Linked DNA regions of Sus scrofa: region 1 is linked to region 2. The links are chromatin contacts, called in public Hi-C maps. All regions are on one chromosome and are shown on one strand. Each heading gives the region's core, a stretch centred on a gene start, on an enhancer-like site or on the middle of the called end of the contact. The rest is flanking DNA. Distances are from core to core; before and after follow the strand shown. Region 1 holds the start of KRAS (GTPase KRas). Region 2 holds the start of RASSF8 (ras association domain-containing protein 8).

Region 1 (6,263 bases), core at 791-3,290, 660 kb after region 2:
AGTGTGGAAGGAAGCTCTGTAGATATATAGTTTTTCCCAGATAAAGGGGCAACAAGTGCAAATTCCCTGGAGAAGCCTGCATGCATTTTCAAAGGTCAGCCTGGAACCAGCATGTATGCCTGGAAGTGAGGAAGATGGACTATAGGATGCAAGCTCAGACTGGAAAGAGGGTAGAGGATGTCAAATAACCGAAGGCTACATAGGGCCTGGAGAACATTTTTGCTTTTATGTTCAGCAGGATGGGAGCCACTATCAGTGGGGGAACAGAGGCATGAACACAATCTGACATGAAGGATTCTTCCTTTCAGTTGTGTCAATCTGGGCCCAATTTCTAGATTTGTTTCCTCTTCTGTAAAATATTTGACCTCATGAGACTGTTGTGATGATTAAATAAGACGATTTGTGCAAAACATTTAGCAATTACCAGACCAAGAGCGGCATTCTTTTCCCTTCCTGGTTTTCCACTTCTCTTCTGCCTCTTCCACCTGGTACCAGGTGTTAGGAGAGGGAGCCAGGAAGGAAACAGCCTTGCAGAGTACAGCCCACAGAAGGGGTAGGAAGAAAAGAGAGGCAGTTGGTATAAGGCCTAGGTTAACAGACATAATAGTAGGGATTTAAAATAACTGTTTTGGAGTTCCCATTGTGCCTCAGCAGGTTAAGAACCCAACTAGTATCCATGAGGATCCAGGTTTGATCCCTGACCCCGATTGAGGGATCTAGTGTTGCCCTGTGTTGCTCTGTAGGTGGCAGACACAGCTCTGATCTCTTGTTGCTGTGGCTGTGGTGTAGGCTGGCAGCTACAGCTGCGATTCTACCCCTAGCCTGGGAACTTCCATATGCCACAGGTTTGGCCCTAAAAAGACAACCCCCCACACCCCAAAAAAACACTTTTATTCATGTTTTATGATGTGGATTAGAGGGACAGAACTGCAGAGAGAGATTCAGATGGGTGGTCCTATTAGGTCTAGGTGCTGGTCTGCCAGGCCTCTGTCTTTAAAACTCTCCCAAACCTTTCTAGGTAGTATATCAACCTCTCAAACCTTTCTTGGTAGTTTATCAATGCAGACACTGGGCATACTAGCAGTTTTAATTGTTCCATTGTTTAATGTGTTAACTCCCTGAACGTTAACTTATTAATCTGTCTTCTAATTAATGTTTGAATGATTCTCCTCAGGTCTAGACTATTAAGGGCACTTCTATTTAAAAACAGTCTGTCTCCTGCTTGTGCCATCAGGGGCAATAGGTACCTCTGAGGTCGCCGTTTAGGGTGCCCCGTAATGGCTTCAGAAGGTTCATAAAGCGACAAAGATCAGACCCCCTCCCCTTAACAGTGATGAAAGGACGTGCTGCTTTGTTGGGACCTGGGGCTAGTACGTTCCTGGTCCCAGAGAGTGCAGAATGGTAATCTCCAAGGCGTGCTCGCACAGCCGGGGGCTGGGGAACTGGGGGCCCAGTCTCTCTCTAAGTCACCCACGTCGCCTCCCACTTTCGAATACTGCTTGTTTATTTACTTGCAGTAAATGATAGTGAATGAATGTGCCCAAGCGTAGGCCGACCCCAGGCGAGGTGGGATTTTCGCAGCTTCTCCGAGTGGACCCCACAGGGGCGCGGCAGGGGTCCCCGTGGCGTCTCCCGGGTGCGCGAGTCTTGAGTCCGCAGCTGCGGGCTATGAGCTGCGGCGGGAGCCTGGGGGCGGGCCCCGCGTGGGGCCACCAGTGCCCCCTCACGCGCGCCCGCTCGCCCGCCCAGGCGCCGCCCAGATCTCCCCACAACCTTGCTCCGCCGGCCGCGCGCAGCCACCCAGCACCGCCCCTGCCGCCCGCTTCTTCAGCGGGCCGGGCCCCCGCCCCACCTCCGCCAGCCGGGTCCGTCCCCTCCCCAGCCGGGCCCCGCCTCCTCCCTCTCCCCGGCGGCACTCTCTCTACCCTCTTTCCACACCGCCCTCAGCCGCTCCCTCCCCGCACGCCCGTCTGGAGAGGAATCGAGCGCCGAGAGCATCGATAGTTCTGCCCTCTGCGGCCGCCTGGCCCCGAACTCATCGGTGAGCTCGGAGCTCGATTTCCCTAGGCGGCGGCCGCGGCGGCGGAGGCACAGCGGCAGCGGCGGCGGTGGCGGCGGCGGCAGCGGTGGCGGCGGCTCGGCCAGTACTCCCGGCCCCCGCCATTTCGGACTGGGAGCTAGCGCGGCGCAGGCACTGAAGGCGGCGGCGGGGGCCAAAGGCTCGGCGGCTCCCAGGTGCGGGAGAGAGGTACGGAGCGGACCACCCCTCCTGGCCCCTGCCGGGGTCCCGACCCTCCTCGCCGGCGCCGGGCGGGGCCGGCGGCGAGTGAATGAATTAGGGGTCCCGGGAGGGGCGGGGAGGGGGCTCGGGCGCGGGGCCCTGGCGGGCGGGCCGGCAGGGTGGGGGGGTCTGCAGGGGGAGGCGCGGGGACGCGGCGACGCGGGGAATGAGGAATGGGCGGTGCGGGGCTGAGGAGGGTGAGGCTGGAGGCGGCCGCTGCTGGTGCTGCTTCCTGGACGGGGAACCCCTTCCTTCCTCCTCCCCGAGAGCCGCGGCTGGAGGCGGCCGGGGAGAAACTCGCGGGCCGGGCGGGCTGCCCCTCGGGGCGGTCGGGTGCGGTGGAGGTTACTCCCGCTGCGCTCCGGCCTCCCCTCCCCCTCGTCGTCCTTCCCTCTCTGTCTCTCCCTTCGCTCCCGCACCTCTTCCTCCCTTCCCAGCACTCGGCTGCTTCGGTTACTGCCTTCTCTGCTGCATCTAGCATCTCTCGGACGGAGGTATAAACTTCTCCCTCGAGCGCAGACTGGATGGCTAGTGGCCCCTTTCCGTGTGTAGGGGGATATGGGAGTAATAGGGGAGGTCACGTTTTGGAAGCGCAAAGAAAAGTGCTTAGAGACCACTGTTTGAGGTTATTGTGTTTGGAAAAATGCATCTGCAGCTGAGTTCCTGACTGCTCCCCTCCCCCATGTATGGGCTGTGACATTGCTGTGGCCACAAAGGAGGAGGTGGAGGTAGTGATGGTGGTGGAAGAACAGGTGGCCAACACCCTACAACGTAAAGCTTGTGACTTAGTGAAAACGAAAAAGTTAATCCCAGAAGGTCTATTTGCTTTGTCAAGTTAAAACACACGCAGAAAACCCGCAAAGCAGAAGCAGGGCTTTTTCTTTACTAGTGGAGTGTAGACAGCGATAGCTAAAATCGTACCTGAAGTTTAATTTGCCCGTTGTTGTCCTTTCCCCCATCTCTTCTGGATTACCTCATGCTTATAAATTTGATCCGCATCTCAGGAGTTATTACAGCCCTCCAAAACAGCACTCACAATTTTTTTTTTTAACAAGAGGAGTTAATTGTAGCAATCTGCCAGCTAACTGTCTGAAATACTTATAGACATGTGCATGATAGTTGAAGTCCTAAACTAGCTTTCTCAAACCTTGATATGGTCAAAACAAGGAGTCAAGAACAGAAAGTTATTTTCTAATTTTTACACAATGTATGTTACATCTGTAATGGAAAAACATCATTAAAAAAGAAATTGCAAAGGGAAAAAGTCTGTTCGCAATCATCATCTCAGAATCAACCCTCTGAGTGATGTCATTCTTAGGTGACTAAGGTCCAAAATGCTGACTTGAATATATAATAGACTATAGACATTAAGTATGGTAAATATCAATACTGCTTACTTTGGGACTGTATCCATCCACGGCGTTCTTGGTTTTAGAAGATAGATGAAATGATAATTCAGTTTTATGACAGAAAAGAGTGGAAATTTTTTTTCTGAACAAAATTTTCAGTTCTGATCCCAGTTCTCCCCAGTGCTAGCTTTTGTAGCTTTGGGTGATGGGGCTCCTTCTGGCCTGTGGTCTTCGGTACAACTCCATGGGAACCCAGTTGTCTCTAGTGGATTTATGTATGTATGTATGCATGTATTCACTTATTTATTTATTGTCTTTTTAGGGCCGCACCCATGGCGTATGGAACTTACCAGGCTAAGGGTCAAATTGGAGCTGCAGCTGCTGACTTACTCCACAGCCACAGCAATGCCAGAGATCCAAGCCACGTATGTGACCTATACCACAACTCACGACAACGCCGGATCCTTAACCCACTGAGTGAGGCCAGAGATCAGACCTACATCCTCATGGATACTAGTTAGATTCTTAACCAGCTAAGCCACAACAGAACTCCTCTAGTGGATTTAAATATTGCCTGATTTTTAAAATCCAAGCAAAGATTCTTTTTAGAAATAACCACTGCATGAAGAAGTGACAGAAGGTGTGTGTGTCTTTCAGAAATCACACATGTATGTACAGCTAAGCGCTAATCCGAGCATTTGCCTGCTGTCTCTCCTAGGCTAGGAAACTTATTGGTTGTAAGGACCTGGACCCCTTTACACTTTTAAAAATTATTGAAGGATCCCAGTGTGAAATATGTCAGTATTTACCATAATAGAAATTAAAATTGAGAATTAAAGAAATATTAATTCATTTTTTTAAAAAGGAAATAACAAGCCTATTACTTGATAACATAAATAGAATTTCTTATGACAAATAACTGTTTTCCAAAACACAAAAATTAAAAGAGTGGCATTGTTTCACACTTTCCAAATCTCTCTAATTATATGGCTTAATAGAAGACATCTGGATCCTCATAGCTGCTTCTGTATACGGTCTGTGGTGATCACACGTCTTGAAAATTCTCCGGTATGCTTGTGAAAGATTAAGAGTGGAAAGGGTAAATCACATCATAGCATTATTAGGAAACCAGTTTTTGACCTCTTGGACCCTCCCCCGAAGTTTTAGGAACCCTAATGGGTTCCTGGACCACATTTTGAAAACTGCTGTTCTAGGTTATCCTTGCTTATGGAGGTGGGGTGGGGTGAGGTAGGCAGGGAGCTAGAGGATACATTTTGGTGTGATTATCCTCACCTATCCCATTTGCTGTGGCCAATATTTGGAATAAAATGGGGGAGCAAACAGATTATGATACATGTTTGTAATGGCCCTAGACAAGGCTAGGTGGCACAGAGCAGGCTAGGGTGCCACTAATGTAATACAACAGTTGTTTGGCCTGTCTCTTTGTGAGTGGGTTCAAGAAGAGGGTGAGGAGGTGTTTAATATGTTATCATGTGGAAAACCATGTAACTTTTTTGAGGGTAGAGGGTGGAGTGCGTATTTGGATAATTCTTGGTCTTCAGTAAATTGGATGCTGCCTTTGTATCTAGTGCTTATATACAACATCTGTACATTCATTAATTTAGAACCAGCTTATGCTGTATTAATTATTGTGCATCGACTTCCATTCTCTCCGCAATTCACTACTTGTTTGTAATAGTACCATGTAGTTATTGAGTGATAGGAGATTAAAGTAAGTAAGTTCATTTTTATCTCAAAAAGTTTGAAATAGCTGACTAAAAGAATATTTTCTGTCTTGCATTGTTAACCTTACAAGTTGGCAATATTTATTGCTACTGTTGGGAGATGATGGATGAGAAGCGGAGAATTAAAGTCATGTGCATTACTGAGAAATATTCACTTATATCTTTTAAAAATTCTTTCATTAAAAGCGGTACTTGCCTTTAATATTATACAATTACATTTTTGTGCAAAGTTCTATTTTTCAGCACTAATACAGAATTATATATGTGATCGATGATCATATCATCTGTACTGAATAGTTAGTTCAAAATTCTCAAAGTTCTTTTAGTTTTTGCACTGTTCTTTTCCTCAGCAGATACTTTACAGATTAAAATGTCAAAAATTATTGTCCTTATCTGCTTTGGCGTCTCAGTTTTTAGTTTCCCAGCGCACCATCCAGCTTTGACAGTCCTCTCCCCGCTCCATTCAGATTCTTGCTAACTCTTCAAGAGAACTTTGATGATGCTTTCAAAAAAGTTTTCTGTAGCTCTTGACTCCAGCAGAGACACTCAGCATATCCACTTGTAACTCTTGGGGCCCAAGTCAATGAGGATTACTGTGGCTAAAGTAGCCAAATTTTGTGTGGGTGTGTTCACAGGATATAGCGCAGCTTGCTCCTCACTTGTTCTGAGTGAAGTCATGGCCCACTCCTTTGAGAGCCATTAGCTGCTGCAGATCAGCAGATTGGCTCTTCAGATAGAGCAACCCGGAGTTCCCGTCGTGGCACAGTGGTTAACGAATCCGACTAGGAACCATGAGGTTGTGGGTTCGGTCCCTGACCTTGCTCAGTGGGTTAAGGATCTGGCGTTGCCATGAGCTGTGATGTAGGCTGCAGACACGGCTTGGATCCC
Region 2 (6,018 bases), core at 2,814-5,313:
ATGAAAAAAAACATAATTCCTTTAATGATGTACTTAGAAAAAGGATTATCTACAACAGAAAAATCACAAGGGTAATGCTAATTAAAAGGTGTCTCAATTTATTCCTATGAATTTCCCACAAAGCCCCAATGTATTCATTTGCCCTGATAGCTGCAAAGGTTATTCTATGTTATACTTAAAACCAAAAGAAAGAACACAGGACAGCCAGGCTGGCCTTTGTGTTGGGAGAAGGAGATTTAACAGTGATAAAGAAGGCAATGTACAAATGCAGAACTCATATTACTACCTTATTCATTACAATAACAACTATTTATTGAGCATTTACTATATATCCCAGGCACTGGGTATATAGACTGGTGAATAAACCAGGCATGATTTATGCCTTCCAAGGGCAAGAGAAAAACATTATACAGGTAATACATAATTACAAATTGTGGTAAATGTTAAGAAGGAAAAGATAACTGCTATGAGGGAGGCAGCAAAGGGGTTCTAAGTTGCATGATGATAAGAGTGGCCTTCTCAGAGAAGACCATCAGAGGAGACTGAACTAGCACCCAAGGACGAGAACTTGTTCAAGAGGTAGTCCTGAACCAGAGCAGCAGCTGGAGCCCTTGAGGTGAGTCTGCTAGAGGGCTGGATGATGTGGCGGACAAGAGATGAAGATGGAGGACAGGGCCAAATCACACAGGGCTGTGCAGGCATGTTGAAGATTTTATATTTTTTTTCCCAAGAATAAGAGCTCTGAAGACTTTAAACAGCAAGTGACTTTTTTCTCTTTCTGGCTGCTGGTGGGAAGAGGGGCTGGAAGGTGGCACTGTGTGTGGAGAAGGTCTCTGCAGGGGCAAGGGGATGGTGGCTGGAACTAGGATGGGAACACAGTGCAGACTGAAAATCAGGTTTGAAAGAGAATTTTGCCAGAGAAGTAGACAGGACTTTGTGATAAACTAGTTGGGTGGGGATGTCAGAACAAGAAAGATAGTGGAAGATATTCCAGCCTTCTGGCCTGAGCCACTCAGACATATGAGATGAAAAACAGAGGAAGAACAGTTAGAAAGGTTGAGTAATCAGAGCTCAGTTCTGGAGAAGTAGGAGATGGTGCCATTTACTGGCTAATATGTGCCAGACACTATGTTAGGTGTTCTCCTTGTCACAGCATCGCTTTTTAGTAACAATATCCTCATTTTACAAAAAGCAACCATAGATCACAGAGGCTGAAGTAACATGGCCAAGCTCTCTCAGCTGGGAGTGAGACAAAGTCACACTTGCCACCTGAGTCTGGCTGGTTGGCTGTGGAGGATAAGCATTCTTTCCACTAAACAGAGTTCTTGGAAACTATTTCTACACTTTGGATTTTGAAATCTATTTAGGACTGGAGCAAGATATCATCCAAGGAGAGTAAACAGGTGATACATTATTTTTTAAATCCAAATCCTCAGAGTTATGATGCATAATGTTTTCCTATCCCACACCCATTCCCACTCCACTTCTACCTGCAAAGAGTTTTGCAATGTTGTGAACACTAGCCAGATACCTAGGACTTAGTGTTTTATAATAAATGAGCAAAGCCATGCCAGGAATCAAGCATAATGAAAAGAGCAACAATATCAACACCAAAGTATATTTTTCCTCTCAAGCCATTACATACATCAACATAAGACAGGATCAATTAGTAAGAAACTCTGAAAAACTCATCATTTCTCAAAATAACCAAGGCATTCAAATTAAAAATTAATGCAAGCCACCCAGTATAGAAGATACAAAAGCTAAGCATTGAGATTCACATTAACAAAAATGGACTAGGAGTTTGGGGTTAGTAGGTGGTTCAAACTATTACATTTGGAATGGACGGGCAATGAGGTCCTACTGTATAGCACAGGGAACTATGTCCGATGTCTTGGAACAGAACATGATGGGGGATGATATGAGAAAAAGAATATATATATACACACACACACACACACACACGTATATGTATGACTGGGTCGCTTTGCTACATAGCAGAAATTGAGACAACACTGTAAATCAACTATAATTTTTTTAAAAAGTAAAAAAAAAATGACACTTTAAAAATATTAGGCAAAAAGAAATCATACCACAACCTAATAGAATTTATTTTTTATGATTTTTTCCATTATAGTTGATTCTAATAGAATTTAAAATCTGCAATTGCCAAATATCTCGACCAAATGCCAAATTTAGGAAACATGCACCTTAAAAACAACTTAAACATTCCTCTTTTTACTGCTTTCCCTTGCAGCATGCTGACAGTTCAGCAAACTGAAATGCCTTTCCTCTCTGCAGAGTCCCATGATTTCCTCCCTCTCTGAGCTCTTTGATGCCCTCCTCAGCTATTGAAGCCTCGGAATCAGGCTTTATCAATGACCCTAGAAAGAATTCAATGCATTACTACCAAACGTGTCTATTATTGAGAGTATCAGCTAGAGACTCTTAAAAGGAGAGAAAATGAGGAAGGGGAGATTTTTGAAAGGATTTACCATCTACATTACAAATTATATTTATGTTGGGTCTTGATCCTTCAAAAGAACAATCATCAAGTTATGCTCAGTCTTCTTTAAGTGGGGTGTGGTCACATGTAATGTTTATAGTTTGGGGAGAGTTCCCCATGAGGATAAATAGAATTAAAAGTACAATTAATATGCCAGCTAAAAGATAAAACCTCACACAAGCCACCTTTCAAAATGACAGTGCTCAGTCCTGCCTCCTGGTTCCTGCCTCCACTCAGCACCTCTCCCTGCAGAGGGCTAGGTGGCATTCACTACCGCCTCACCCAGGCAAAGAAGAGGATGCTGATAATACATTAAGTCTTCCCATTTTTTCTGTTCTTTCGCACGAAAACCAACTCCTGGCAACCCAACGATGAAAGACTTAAGAGAAAAGAAAAAATTTTTAAAAAGACTACCTGGGGCCTCCTACCAGAATGGGTAGTTAATTCAACCGACAGAAAAATCGGAGATCGATACATATTTAAAGGTGCTTCCTGCGAACAAAACATATCTAATGAAGAACTGCTGAACCACATTATACTAGAAAATCCCTAAAATGTTGGTCCTCGCTGGCACCAGGCTGGAGGAATTTTTTCAACGCAATGCTTTGATGTACTGACAGGCTAACATCCCGGGTTGAAAACCAGCTATGAAACGTGCCCTGCATCTATTTCCCGTCTAAATGCCTAAAGATCTGACCCGCAATTATACCCAAAGCTTGCCCTGCACTGGATGCCATCTGATGCTGAGAAAGTAGTGGTTTAGCAACACCAGGCGGCTCTATTATGTTAAAATAACAACGCAACACTCGATTACGAACCCAGGTACTCGGCGCGTAAGCCCTGTGCCACACGAGGACCCACATTCAAAGCTCAGGGCCCTTCAGGTTCAATCTTTTTCAGCTTTCTGGGCCGTATCCTCTCTAAGTTTCCAGTTTGCAAGACGGAATTACTTTGAAAGTCTTCTGCACTCCCCTCCCCAGACGGGTTGGCGGCACGGGGGAATAGGGACGGAGGATGGTTAATCGTTCAAACATTTTAAAAACCGGTAAACCAATCATTTTTTTCAAAGGAGAAAATAAGCTTTCACCAAACCGCCGCTCGGCAAGCAAGCATCCGATTTCCATTTGGAGAGAAAAATATTAAAGAAGCCAGACGTACATTTCCCTTCCCAACAAAAGTGGCCTCTAAACTCCCCGGCCAAGGGCAATGGGAGGAAACAGACTGGGAACAAGCTCGTAGTCTCAGTCAGGCGCGCGTGTGCGGCGGGGAGAACGCGCAAAGGGGAGACAGCGGGGAAAAGGTGAACCGGAGGAAGCGGGAGCCCGCGGCGAGGGCAGATGGGGCGAAGAAACCAGAGGTGCGGAGAGAGGGGCGGGGAAGGGGGGAGCCCGGAGGCTCCAGGGGAAGGAGGGAGGGGTCCCGAAAGCTGCCCGGAGATCGCGGCCGCCGAGTAAAGTTAATACTTACTCAGTTTCGCAACTGCGCCGCCCCCGCAGGCCGCCTCGCGGGGCCCGCCGGAGCGCTGGGGACGCGGCGGCGCCCGGAGCCCGGCGGCCGCCCAGCGCCCGTCCCCGGCGGCGCAGCCCCGCGAGCCTCGCTCCCCTGCGCTACGCGGGCCGCGCGCCCCGCACCGGCGGGAGGCCCCGGCTCCCTGGTGCTCCCTGTCCGCTCACCTCCCGCCTGGCGCTAGGTGAGCGCGGACGCCTCGGGCGGGGGTACAGGGGTGGGCGAGCGCGCAGGCAGCCGCGGCGCAGCCGGCGGGAGCAGCCCCCAGAGCCGAGCCAGTGCGGGGGGCGAGCGGGCAGGCGAGGCTCGACGAGGAGCGGGACTCCGGGCGCTGTACGGGGCGGCAGGCGAGCGCAGGCGGCGGACTCGGCGGCTGGCTCGCTCCCGCGGCCGGTGCCTCTGGGCAAGGGGGCCGGGCCGGGGGCCGGGCCGGGCCGAGCGGCCAGGCGGCTCCGCCCCTTTGTCGGGCCGCGGGCTGAGCGCGCGAGAGCGGCGGCGCGGGGGCGCCCCCCTCGGCCGGGTGCTCGGGTTACAGCCGCCGCTCCCCGACTCCCCCGCCCTCTCCTCGCCGGTTCGCCGGCGCCGGGAGAGACCTTGTAACGGAACTGGGACGCCAGCGCTGCATTGTGGGAGCTTTTAAAGCGGCGGTGAGCGCTGCGAGGCCGCTCGGGCCCACGGTCCCCCGCTCCGCCGGGTCGGCGGAGGCCAGTGGACCTGAAAGCTAGAAACGGTGAGATGACCGGTACTTCACTGACGCTCACGGAGTAAAATCTTCCATAGCCCCGGGGTGAGACTTGCAAAACTGCCTTTCACTGTCACCCCAGCAAGGAGGAGGCTTTTTCCACAGACGCTTAAAAAAAAAAAAAAGAAAAGGCCCTTCCATCCCCTCAGGACTGGGTTTGAATTGCTTTTCATCTGGAGTGGCAATGATTCAGCGACCCCCTTCTCAGCAGCAGGCAATGACAGAGACAGGAGACGAAAAACACAGCGAGTGAATCAGACGTGAGTAACCAAGTTTAGAAAGAGCTGGGCTCAGATTCAGAAAACCGCTCCCCCCCCCCACCTCGCCCCCCGCGCAAATATAGCAAATAGTCAAGGAAAGCTGTGCTTTCTTATGGAAACGCAGATGTGTGTGTTGTTCTTGTTATTCACCTTTTTTTATGACATGCAGTACTCTAGTCACTGGACAACATCCAGTCTTTGGTCCAGACTTTTGCTCACACATGCCCACAACGCAAGAACAGCAATCAGTTTGGAGGAAGAGGGGCTGAGGAGATTCAAAGAAGCATTCCAGTTATAAGATGTCCCTTTTGATTCTCCAGACACTCGTTTTTGGGTTTCTGGTGTTGGGTGTTTTTGCTTTTTTTTTTTTTTTTTTTTTTTTTTTTTTTTTTTTTTTTTTAAATCAAGACAGGGATATTAAATTTGAAGCACAACTTGTTACCGCTTGTCCTATTCAGGGCTTGATTTGTTTGGAGTTTGGATTTGTAGGCCTTTGGTTTCTTCCTCTTGTTTTTTGACCTTAGTTATTGCACAGCTCTTTAGTTCCTCTACCTCAGAGGTGAACTGAGGAGACAGATGTTAAGATTCAAATTTGGCTTGCCAACATTTGGAGAATTGAGGGACAAGAAGCATTCTCTATGATTCAAATGTAAAACCCCGTGGAAACTTTTAAAGATGACCTAGAGCACAGATCCTCAGAGATTTCCAGCCTTAAGGTTAACGTTTCCTCAGCTCTCATTCTTTCGTCAACCTTTCACTCCAGTGAACAGCATCAGTCACCACCTAATTGCCAGATCTAATGGAAAAATTCAATCTCCCTCTTGTCGTGCATGCCCTTGGTGGCACTTGCCCATGTTGACCTTGCCTTCCTTTTTAGGACTTTCCTCCCTTTTTTGGCTGTGATCATCATCCCCCTTTTATGGCAGTCTTGAAACAGAGGAGATAACAGGCAAGACTGTGGCTATTGTTAACTAGGACTCAGGATCTTACCAAGTAGAAGAACT

The links. A called contact is a pair of places that touch in the nucleus more often than the background predicts.
Region 1: a contact with region 2 is called in a Hi-C map of embryonic fibroblasts, with 3 times the contacts expected there. The contact joins the promoter of KRAS here to the promoter of RASSF8 in region 2. A contact is called at or near these places in 1 of 5 promoter capture datasets (fetal liver), 1 of 47 Hi-C or Micro-C datasets (embryonic fibroblasts) and 1 of 2 datasets of contacts at active chromatin or transcription factors (skeletal muscle).

Annotation. Positions count from the first base shown.
Region 1 is chr5:48,506,734-48,512,996 of Sscrofa11.1, forward strand. KRAS (GTPase KRas) reads left to right here and starts at 2,041. Exons shown (of 5, transcript XM_003126427.5): 1 at 2,041-2,248.
Region 2 is chr5:47,843,407-47,849,424 of Sscrofa11.1, forward strand. It overlaps RASSF8 (ras association domain-containing protein 8), which reads right to left and starts at 4,064. Exons shown (of 6, transcript XM_005653134.3): 1 at 3,974-4,064. LMNTD1 (lamin tail domain-containing protein 1) reads left to right here and starts at 4,893. Exons shown (of 18, transcript XR_002344073.1): 1 at 4,893-5,014.